3 separate regions of the Mus musculus genome follow, and all the other regions are linked to region 3. Evidence: chromatin contacts called from public ChIA-PET and HiChIP or PLAC-seq data. All regions are on one chromosome and are shown on one strand. Each heading gives the region's core, a stretch centred on a gene start, on an enhancer-like site or on the middle of the called end of the contact. The rest is flanking DNA. Distances are from core to core; before and after follow the strand shown.

Region 1 (3,762 bases), core at 313-2,812, 370 kb before region 3:
CCATTAGTTCTCTTTTCTGTCTTTTCTGAAGTCTTCATTCAAGTCCCCAATTTTTTTTTTTCATTTCTTTATGTTGCTGGTCTCGGGCCTCTTGCATCTTACCAGGTTGTCTTAGGAATGCTGCTGTGATCTCTTTTCTGCACCTCATAGGTTTTCTTCGAATTGAGAGCATTTCTGGAGCATTACGTTGTTCTTTGTGGTTCATGTTTCCTCCGCATTCCTCTGTCTTATGTTGGTGGCTGGTGTGTGTGTGTTTGTCAGTCCTGACCCCATGAAGGACCTTCTGTAGGAAAGGCTGTTTGTGTGTAGGTGGGGATGTCAGTCAGGTTGGATACTTGGGGTTGGTTCCAAAGACCACAACAGCACGTCTTCGTGCATTTTCTCCCTCTCACTGATGTCTGCATGGCTGCGAGTGAGCACCTTCACCGTCTAGACTGCAGCCTGAAGGAACTGTATGACCTTGCGGTGGTGGAAGTGAGTGTCCAGAGGTCTCTTCAGCTTCCACAGTCTAGCCGCAGTGGTGTTTTGGCGACGGCCGCTGCTGCAGCCTTGGTGTGCATGGAATGTGGAGAGGGTGAGCTTTAGGTCCCTCAGGGCAAGTGTAGGAGAGACCAAGGAACAACCCCAGTAGCCACAGGATTTCCACAAGGAGATATTTCCTGGGACTCTCAGGTTTCTGTGTAAGATGCCTGCAGCTGTGGCTTGGCTGTAATGGATACAAGGCAGGTTGGGTCAGAAGAGCACAGGCTTGGAAGGGTTTGGAAACAAAGGAGAGGCTCTATTGGTCCTCCTGCATGGCTGTTAAATTGCCGCTGGTGTTGGTGGGCTGAGGAGGAGGCTTTCCTGATTCCTTTGAGACCAGCACAGATGGACTCTGGGTAGTAGCAACAACAGCCTCTGATCCCAAGGCTACACAATGCCAAAGGAGACTCTCCCACCAAGTGAGCCACACACTGGCCCAAGGCTTCTGGTGGGCCAGGCATTTGGCTGCTGGCTAGGGCAGCGTCTAGCAGTGGCTGGTATGGTCAATTTTCTGAGTTTGGGGGAGATACAAGGTAAGTGCCTCCCGTGGAGCAGAGGCTTTGCTTTTAGACCAGCTGGCTCCAGGGACTGGCTCCAAAGCCCGTGGGGTCTGAGTCTGGACTGCTGGGCTACTGTCCAGGGTGCTGGCATTTTGCCACTTTGAGCTTTTAAGGCTCTGTCGTATTCCTTTTCCTTCAAATAAGTGATGGACACCCAGATTCATAAGAAACCTTCCCAAAGAACAAATTAAGAATCAAATCCAAACCTTTCAGCTTTGAGACAGATCTTCATAAAGCAGGCCTTGAACTCAGATCTTCATAGAGCAGGCCTTGAACTCAGATCTTCATAGAGCAGGCCTTGAACTCCGGCTGGTTTTGAGTCATGGTATCCTCTCGGTGTTCCACAAGCTGGAATCACCAGCCAAGTTCCTAAGTCTACAACACAGACGGTCAGGATCCTAACAGTCTCTGCTTCCTCCACTCTCAAAACAGTCTGAGTTAGTTCTAGCTGATCCCAAGGCAGCCTCTGCCAGAGAAACAGGAAGGAAGTGTTGGCCTCACCCAAGGGGCAGCAGGGCTTGGTGTGTGATGTCTCTGACAGGAGTCCAGGGCATCTCATAAGTGCCCCTAGGAGCTTGCCTTTGTTGTGGACAACCACCCCCTTTCTGGTTAAGGTGTCAGAGCCAAAATGATAGCACTTGGCCTAATGTAATGCATGGCAGAGATTGGTCCTAGATGTGTTCACCAGCAGTGAGGTGAAGGGAGGTGCAGCCTATGAGAAGTGGGGCCCATTGAGCTTCTCAGGAGTCCATGAGATGTGCGTTATACAGAGTGCGTTCCTATTAATTAGCTGCCTCTTGCAAGTGTGGTTCTTGACCTGGACACAAGCCGTTCTTTCCAGAAACAAGCAGTTGAAGGGCCGGGAGATACAGGCGGCAAGCATCATCTCTGGTCATGTCTTGCAGGTGTTCACCCTGCTGTGGATCGCCGACTGGATGGTCCATCGCTTCTGGAGAAAAGGAAAGGACCCAGACAGTTTCTCCATCCCGTACCTCACGGCGCTGGGCGATCTGCTTGGGACTGCTCTGCTGGCCTTAAGCTTCCATTTTCTCTGGCTCATTGGAGACCGAGATGGAGACGTTGGAGACTAATGGGACCTAGAAGCTGTCGTGGGGTCACACAGGGGAAGGATACAGGCAGCCATTGCTGCCCCTCCCCAAAGCTCTTCATCTGTCCTGTAACTTATGCCAGGGTAGTCTGCAGTTCACCCTGACTCCGTAAATGGCCTTAATGTACTTTTTAAGGAATTTGTGCCGAAACCACAATGAATGGTATTTGTGCTGCTTTTTGTAGAATAAATAATTTGACACAGACATAGATACAAGCTCACATTCTAAAGTTAATTAGGAAAGAATTTAGGATGTTTACAATGAGTTAATTTTGAAACCACAGACCTAGCAGAAATAGACTTTATTATTAAGTTATAATGCACAGTTAGAGGCAAGGGAGTGTTAGCCTTGTCTTACAGCTGTGTCACACTACAGAGTGCCATGACTGATGTGACGGGGGCCAGCTGAACGTCCCTAAGTGTTCATTAGGCCTTCCTCCCTGGGAGCTAAGGTTACCAGTTACTTAACTCACAATACCCCTCCCACTGAACATAACAACCAGCTCACTTTTACCCATATCTAAAACTGCCCTGCGCCAACGTTCATCTCTGCTCAGCGAGTTCTCAACAGCTAACCCTTTAGTAGATTTGTTTATTCTTTCGTGGAGACAGGGCTTGCTATGTTGTCCCTGTAGTCTTTTCACTTGCAGTCCCCCTTGCTTTGGCTCCCTTCTCCTGGTGCTAAAAGCACTGAGCTGTCTCGCTCATCCTGTGTTGAAAAAGGTTGATCCGATTTAGAAAACCGTGATTAAAGCAGAAGGTGTGCTGAGCTGTGTTTGTGGGCCCAAGATGGAGTGCGTGCGTGTGCGCATGTGTGAGGGACAGGCCCGAGAAAGACAGAGACAAAGTAGTTTCTTTCTCAAAAATGAGTACCATTTAATATAATGCAGACCTAGGATCTGGGACGTGCAGGTGGTCCTGTTGCCCTTTAAGGCGCCCTACCTGTTGGATGTCCCAAGTTGGCGGCTTACCTCAGCATCTACTGCATCAGGGCTCCATCTCCTGGGACCGCCTCATGGCCGTGGCTGCGCTCCTCAGATGTCTTTCTGAACGTAAGCACCTAACCCCTGGCTATTCAGTAGTAAGCACTTTAAAATTGCCCGGCAATCGTTCAAGGCCGTTAAATATTTAATAATTTAAACTGCTGAGGGCATGGACTCCGCATGACGTTGATTGTCATGGCGAGGTTGTGCTGGTGAAGAACTAGCAGGTAGCTTGTAAATATACTGAGGAAGTTTCTCACTAAATCTTTATGGAGGCTGTGGTTTAGAGTTGTATATTTTTGCTTATTTTTAAACTTCGTTCAATTCTCCTGCCTTATAATCAAACATTTAAGGCATAGAACGGAATGAATTACAGGATCTCTCCTTTGGAGAGTTAGTGTCACGGAGTGACCATTCTGACAAAATAAGCATAAAGTTTAAGTTGATGAATAAGTATTTAGTTGCAAAGATTATTTTATTTAAAAATTAATGAATACTACCTTTCATTTTATTATAAAAGCATTTGTGAATTTGGGTTTTGCATTTGGCTGTACATTCTTTTGGTTTTTGTTTTGTTTTGTTTTGTTTT
Region 2 (3,805 bases), core at 404-2,903, 290 kb before region 3:
AGCTGAGGATCTCATCTATCTAACTCCCTCCCTCGGCTGCATCACTTGGAGATGGGGTGCAAAGGTTTGACTGATATGGGGAGGGTGTAAGGAGGCAGCAGCCAGCAAACATGTTCTTGCTGGTGTGCAGAGCAGCCTCAAAGCAGGAAGTGGAGAGCTTTGCCAGGCCCCACTGCAGGTCAGAGGCTGAGGTGGATTTTGTTGGCCTTCATGAATTGCCCCCTCCCCTGACTGTATAAACCACTGCGAGGCTTCCCGATGGAACTTTCTGATGGCTAGACACTCCAGTCAGGGGTCAATTCTGTCACAACCCATCACCCAAATATTCTATTTGCTAATTATTTTCATTATAATGATTATTATCATGAGCATGTGCGTATGTGTATGCACGCCTACAGGTGCATGTGTGCAAGTGTAGTGGGATGCGCATGCATGTGTGTGTACTTGCATGGAAAGCTCATGCAAGTCATTCTTTAGACACTGTCCACCATTGTCCCTCAATGGCCTGGAACTTGCTTAGGGACCCGCTGGTCTCTGCCTCCCTTGCACTGGAATTCCAAGTGCATGCTACCTACTGCTCCTAGCCTTGTTACATGGATTCTGGGGAGCAAATGCAGGGCCTTATACTGGTACACTAAGCACTTAACTGATGGAGTTGTCTGACCAGCTGGATTCATTTTTTAATGGTCCTAGACATCAGAAGACTTTCCACATGTCTAAGTGGTATGTTTTAATCATATAGTACTGCTGTGTGCTTGTGTCGGTGTGTGTATGTGCCACGGCATTTGCTTGGGGAATCAGAGAATAACTTTCAGGGTTTGGTTCAAGATCAGCCTGGACTGTCTCAAAATAAACACAAATAACAACAGTAAAAGCCTCCGCCCATTTTTCTTATATACCTGTGACATAACTTATTTAAGTAAAGCCCCTGTTTTTGTTTTATAGCATGTAGATTTTAGTGTCTTATTAGAAACCACGCAGCCCCTGACTGACCACTCAAGAGCTTTTAAGGTTTTCTTTCTGCATAAATCTGAAGTTGTTTTGAAACTATCTTAAAGATCTGTGCATGTGTACATGGTTGAGTGTGTGCGTGCACATTGGGGTGTGTGGTCCTCCGGCTGCATCTACTGTATTGTTGTAGAGGCAGTGTTGAGTTACTTACCTTCCCCTGAGTTGGTATCTCCATTAATCACAGAGACAGCATAGGGGCTGTTGTGGAGGGCCGTGAGAACTAAATCCACCAATACACGTGCAAACGTTTGTGGCCACAGACTCCCATGCTAGACATCTGTCTGCCCCTAGTTTGTGACAGCAAGCTATAGTCCAGAGCCCGTCATCATGGCCAGTCTTCAGAATGCTTGCAAATGGGAGAACAGGGCTGGAGGGTCTCAGCAAGCTCCCTCTGCCAAACAGACTGGGGTGCCAGAAGCACAGAGAGGGACCCTAACTCACACAAATAACCACGATTCTCTGTTTTAGTGTCTTTTGAGAATTATCAGGGGCCCCTGATGCCATGCCACTCTGGGAGGCGATAAGCAGAAACGTGACGACATTGTTGCCAAATTCAAGCGTGAGTGCAGAAACATGACGACATTGTTGCCAAATTCAAGTGTGAGTGCTTGCTTCCATTTCCACTGACAGTTAAGGGCAGGAAACGCAGAGCTGAGTGGCAGCCCCACCCTTTGACGTAAAGCTCTTGTGAAAAGAGATGGTGGCTTCTGTACAGAAGACTGCTGGGGCTGCAAACATCTGACAAAAACAGGTAAGGAAAAGTGTCTTTGGAGCTCTCTGGGAAATGGCCGTTCTGGGACAAAAAGAAGGGATCTAGAACTGTATTGATCTTGTGTCCCATCTCATCTTATCCTGGTCATATCTAAAGATCATCCGGGACCCTAGACAATTTAGTGCCTCTGGGGTGGAAGACTCTTTTAAGAGATCAGTCAACAACCATGGCTTAGTCACCCAAGAGTGAAGACAAGCAATCAACACGAAACGTTTAAGAAATGCCTCTGAAACTCATGCCTTGTTGGTCCTTGGATCCTGAAGCCTAGGACTCTTTTTAGTCTCACAGAACCAGAAAGGCTGCTGTCTTAGCTGTAAGTTGATGGCAACCAGATAGGAAAGGGGGTGCTTTGGAAACAAGGACCCACCCAACTGTCCGGCCAGATAGTGCAGAGACAGTAAAAAACAAGATTCAGTGTGTAAAACTGTTAAAGAAAATGGCGACATCCGACTGTCTGATTCTTTTTGGTTTTGGTGGTGGGTAAGTCCATAAAATACATTCAATATTGAAAGTGTAAAATTTAGTGTGAAGCTCCACAGCTTCTGCTCCAAAGGCCTATTTTAGCTTTTTAGAAGTCCATGGCTCTGGGCTTTGGGGCTGGTTAATTTTGGTGTCTGTTTTTTGGTTTTTGTTTGTTTGTTTGTTTGTTTGTTTGTTTGTTTTTTGTTTTTGCATGTGTAGAGAACCTTGGAGTTGGCTCCCAACACCCCAAGACCAAGTTCCCGGCACAAAAGAGATTTCTATGCCCCAGAGGGACAGAGGGCAGGGAATGAGAGACAAAACAGGAGCTAAAGTGGGAGAAGGGGAGGAAACAAGGGAGAGGGGGCAGAGGTGGCCCAGAGGCAAATGGGGGTTTATAAAGGTAAAAGGGGAAACTCTGTGTTAGGGTGAGGCATTTATTAATTAGGTGAGCCAAAGGGAGCTTTTGATTGCTGGACTTCAGTATTTGACAGGGACCTTGATACCACAGGAGGAAGTGGCCAAATAAGGGAATAGACCTTGGTAACTAGCTTTAGGAATGTAACCTAGCAATTTTTAGTAAGGCAGGGGAAATGGGGTGTAGGGCCAAAGCCTTCCAGAGCCATGTCTGTCATGCTCAGACAGGCTAGAACTATCGTAGCATGCCCTACCCCCTTTAAAGAATAGTTCATAAAATTAAAAACAAAGAAATGAAAACCCTCAAAAGGTAACACTAATAAAAAACCCAAAGGCTCCACTTAGAGGATTCTCTGGAAACCACAGTTGCACGCCTTGACTGGAAGTCTCAAAGTGTCCCACAGAAAGTGACGCATCATGACTGAACTTGTGTGGACCCAGCTCTAGAAGCAAGCATCTGCCTTTTTATTGGAACCATTATGAATCACCTACTCCGTCCTTGAGCCTTCTGTATTCAAGGGAATAGATAAGTATCTACCACAATACAGCTAACTGTCCCATAGCCTGGTCTCCGGACTGTGACCGGAGACATCTGACTCTCAGAAAGTCTCCAGTCAGCCCCATGAATCATCGTGTGGAAATGCCAGCTCCTATTAGAACTCTGGTAACTTCCTGCTTGAAAAGTTCACGAAAGACACAAGAGGAATTTTGGAAACAACCCCCGTCTCAGTGAGTGTCCAAGCAGAGGGTACAGGACCAGCCCCAGCACGGCTTCTAATTTTGACCCAGCTTGCTCCACAGGGAAGTCCACATACATAGGAAAGAACCGTTTATCAGCTCTGCCACTGTGGTCCTCTCTGCTATTTCCCAGGTGATTTGCATTCCTCGGGTCTCACATCCACCATGCCTCCTTCACAGTGGGCTTGACAGCAGTATTTACTCACGAGACGGGGACGTGGCTGCGCTAGCCTGAGAGACATACCAAGGGAGGCCACACAGCTAATGACTCTTTAAATCCCTGGTCACCGACTCTAACATTATACCTAATGATTAATGTTTTTGAAAGTACAGAAAAGGTGTTTGAAATTTATCATCAGTTAATAAATCACAGCTTATTTTTTCCCTCCTCAATAAAAAGCAGCTAAC
Region 3 (3,554 bases), core at 236-2,735:
GTGGGTCGCCAGCCTGCAGTGTCCCAGCGCCGGAGATCGGGGAACCTGCGCAGCTCCTACCTTCAGGGCTGGACCATGGCCGCCCTCCGCCGGTCGCACCTTCCGCTGGCTCGCCGCCTCCCGCGGCCTTTCCGCTCGCCCGCGCCGCTGCAAGGCCCCGCCGCCCTCTGTGGCACAAAGCAGAGCGGCAGTGAGCCTTCCTCCGGGCGGGGCTTCCGGGACGCCACGCGCCCTGGGTCACTCTCGCCAGTGGACTCCGACCCTTAAGCAGCCGGGCCAGCAAGACTCCAGGACCCCCAGAACTCAGAAAAGCTCTGCATGGCGGCTAAAAACACCAGCCTCGTAGCCACCTAACATTAACACTGCGTGGTCTGGTTTTTGATCGCTGCGCCGGGTGAATGCAACACCCAGGGCTTCCTGGAATCTGAAACCGCGGGCAAAACGAAGGTCCACAAAGACGCTATCCATCCGCTCTGGATGACATCAGAGGAGGATGGTCCTATTTCACAAAGTAATGAACTCGGAAAAGTCTGGAACTATTGAAAATGTAGCCCACAGCTAAATGAATGAATATGTGTGTGTGTGTGTGTGTGTGTGTGTGTGTGTGTGTGTGTGTAGTGTCAGTATGTCATATATACTGACACCAGCACTTAAAAGCATAGTTATTCAGTACTAGTACCAACAGTGAGATATATTTACAAAGTGCTATAGCATTATATATATATAAACATTTAGTCTTCACAATGTACTTTTAGATGTATTACCAAATTACCATGTCCATTTCATAGGTAAAGGAAACCGAGCTACATATTGTCAACCAACTTGGGCAAGTTCGAGCTGCCGGTCAACATTGGAGGCGAGACTCAATCCAGGCAGGATTGTCTCTGCTCTGTACTAGTCTGCACCGCCTCCTTCAGTTAGGGAAAGGCTGTGCTGTAGTCCCAGCTGCCCTGTTTAACTGCCTGGGTCAAGAAGGGCAAGCCACTAGGAAACATGCGATTGCCAATTCCAAGGAATTTCATGGGGCTTAGGAAGTGGAAACATTTGTAAAGGCATGAAACTCCTTAATGTTATCACGGATTTATATACTTACTCGTCACAGTGTTATATATACCTCAAGATCACTGCTCTACAAAGAATACCCACTTTCTCTGGTTGCCAGGCATCAGCAGACAAGGGCCAGACCCAAGTCCTCATATCCTGAAGCTTGTGACCCGGGCTGTCTTCTGCTTACCCTAGCTTGTTCCCAGCCTGCTCAGTCGCACATTAAACGATCCCCTCCCGGACATTTCCAAAGCACCACCCCGGAGCGATGCTCCCAGGCCCGCCAGCGACCGTCCCGGGCATCCCAGGTCCCCAGCGGTCAGCTCCACGCTGACACAGAGCTTACATGAACAAGGAAGGTGAAACCACCAGCTCTTCTCGCCCCGCGGTGTCGGCGTCCCGCACCTCCCGCGTGGACGCGAGGCCTGACGGAAGCAAACTGAGGATAAAGAGCTGCGGGTTCCTAGTGGCTCCGGGAAGCCACGCCCTGCTCTTAGTAGGCGGGCGAACTGCCCGTGTCAGAATGACAAAGCAAAAATCCAGTCCCCGCGCAGCCCCGGCAACCTGTCCCGGTTGTCCCCGCAAAGTGAGAGCTCCTAATTGGACCGTACAACATCCTCGCTGCTCGGAACCGCCCCCCGACCCAAAGGCCGCGGCTGCTATTCAAAGAATGTTGGGAACCAGAATCGAGTAAGAGTGTGGAGTGAGTAACCCGGGCTCAGCCCTAAGGCGCTGCTATCTACACAAGCTTGCGTTAGTCACATGAGGAATTTTAAAAATATTGACGCCCGGCACCCATACAGACGATCTGATGCCCCTGGCACTGGCTGTGACCCTGCCAAATAGTTGTTTTCTTAAAAAAAAAAAAAAAAAAAATCCAAAAGTTAATCTAATTGACTGCAAAGGCGGCAGTGACCTAAGGTAATGGATTAGTCAAGTCTGGTGATTCTCTTAAGGAAGTTCCCTGGTTTTTTAAAGCTATGCCTACTTCATCCTGAGTTACCCTGAGAAGAAATGACTAGTTCCCCTTACAATACTTCCTCCTCGTCCCAATCGGGCTTGGGGGTTCACCTTAAGGAAAACACTTGGCACACCACCACCAGCATCGACCAAAGAAGGCCTTGTCCTTTCATGCCTCCTGCCTCTAGGCTACTAAGAATGCTTGGTGAATGAATGAATGAATTGTCTGACCCACTATGGAAAAAAAAAAAAAAAAAAAACTAGGTGAGAAGGTTGCCAGCCTGAAGCCACGCCTTCTGAGAACTGGCCTCCCCACTTTCCTTCTAGGCTCTTCCAAGGTGACAGTAAGAAACTTGCATAAACGGACACACAGGCTGCCAGGCTGACCAGATACTTAGCCCACACTGCCCGCTGCTCATTTCTTGTGTGTGTACAAGCAGTGCTTGAACCGGAGCAGCCCCTGATACGCAAGTGTCAGGACTGGCTACAAAGTGTCTAGCTCCAAAGTGTTCAGGGCAAACGTAGTTAAGGACCAAGGGATGGCAAATCTGATTACCCCTGGCTCCCCAGCCAAGCTCTGTTTGCCGTATTTCAGGCACTGCACATTGGGACAGTCTGTAAAGGAAGGTCATGAACACCCCCTTCTTAAAAATACAGACAGTGCAACTTGTTTCAAGAGTACGACAGGGTAGAGAGAGGCTCTTCTATCACTAAGTTACAATAATGTACTAATGCTGTGATTATAGGATTCTAATAGCTTGACCCTGAAAGTGTCTTACATGGACTGGTCAGAGAGGGATCACAGTTGAGATGTTACTTTTTCTTTTTTTAAAGATTTATTTATTTTATGTATTTGAGTACACTGTCACTGTCTTCAGACATTACAGATGGTTGTGAGCCAACATGTGGTTACTGGGAATTGAACTCAGGACCTCTGGGAGAGCAGTCAGTGCTCTTAACCACTGAGCCACCTCTCCAGCCCCAGTTGAGATTTTTTTTTCTAACAGCTTATTAGAAAAGACTACATATGCCACTGCAACTCCCCACTGCTCTTAAGATAAGCAGACTATAGCACAAGTGGCTAAAACAGCTTCCCTGTTGTGAGGAGATGCAGAGAGCTCTACCCTGGTCCAGTTTAAAAGCAGTTCCTCCTTACCTTTCCCCATAGCTCAAGGACTGCTCATTGTCTACTCAAACACCTTAAACGGCTTTGACTGTGCACGTTCTTATCTTTCTTCCTTGAAAACCAATGTCTAGTCTGTCAATATTCATTTGAAAAGTCACCTCCTCTGGGTGGGGTTCCCACGGAGGATTAACTGTCCCTTGCTCTCTGTGGTCCCCAAGTACCTACTAATAAATAACTGCACATCTTCTAAATCTATCCAAACGTTTGTAAAGCAACCCCGTGTTTGATTTCTTGTCTCTCCAGAATGCGGTATCATAGCCCAGAAAACAATGCGAAATCCTTCTGTTTCTGAACTGTCATCTCAGCTGAGATAGATGATCGGGGGCCCTACTGCATCAACAGCAGTATAAAACACCCCACCTAG

The links. ChIA-PET counts read pairs in DNA pulled down with a chosen protein or histone mark. HiChIP or PLAC-seq counts read pairs in DNA pulled down with a chosen protein or histone mark.
Region 1: a contact with region 3 is called in an H3K4me3 HiChIP or PLAC-seq map of bone marrow-derived macrophages, with 4 times the contacts expected there. The contact joins the enhancer-like site here to the promoter of Txnrd1 in region 3. A contact is called at or near these places in 6 of 115 datasets of contacts at active chromatin or transcription factors (bone marrow-derived macrophages, embryonic forebrain, forebrain and 2 more) and 2 of 9 other capture datasets (adipose tissue and macrophages).
Region 2: a contact with region 3 is called in an RNA polymerase II ChIA-PET map of memory CD8 T cells, with 35 read pairs. The contact joins the enhancer-like site here to the promoter of Txnrd1 in region 3. A contact is called at or near these places in 2 of 39 promoter capture datasets (cranial neural crest and neutrophils), 1 of 484 Hi-C or Micro-C datasets (natural killer cells), 2 of 115 datasets of contacts at active chromatin or transcription factors (bone marrow-derived macrophages and memory CD8 T cells) and 2 of 9 other capture datasets (adipose tissue and liver).

The regions. Positions count from the first base shown.
Region 1 is chr10:83,231,976-83,235,737 of GRCm38.p6, reverse strand. Slc41a2 (solute carrier family 41, member 2) reads left to right here. Exons shown (of 11, transcript NM_177388.3): 11 at 1,988-3,762. The coding sequence ends at 2,173. Among named protein-coding and RNA genes, the nearest start is that of Slc41a2, 100 kb to the left of the region's middle. Within about 2 kb of position 1,562, at least 7 of the 459 cell types and tissues checked have an H3K27ac peak or open chromatin away from gene starts, as enhancers often do. A contact at or near this core is called in bone marrow-derived macrophages, where this site is marked.
Region 2 is chr10:83,151,894-83,155,698 of GRCm38.p6, reverse strand. All of the region lies in intron 2 of Chst11 (carbohydrate sulfotransferase 11), which reads right to left. Among named protein-coding and RNA genes, the nearest start is that of Chst11, 170 kb to the right of the region's middle. Within about 2 kb of position 1,653, at least 47 of the 459 cell types and tissues checked have an H3K27ac peak or open chromatin away from gene starts, as enhancers often do. A contact at or near this core is called in memory CD8 T cells, where this site is marked.
Region 3 is chr10:82,857,137-82,860,690 of GRCm38.p6, reverse strand. It overlaps Txnrd1 (thioredoxin reductase 1), which reads right to left and starts at 1,485. Exons shown (of 15, transcript NM_001042513.1): 1 at 1,391-1,485; 2 at 61-167. Gm38560 (predicted gene, 38560) reads left to right here and starts at 1,683. Exons shown (of 4, transcript NR_156010.1): 1 at 1,683-1,734; 2 at 3,434-3,554.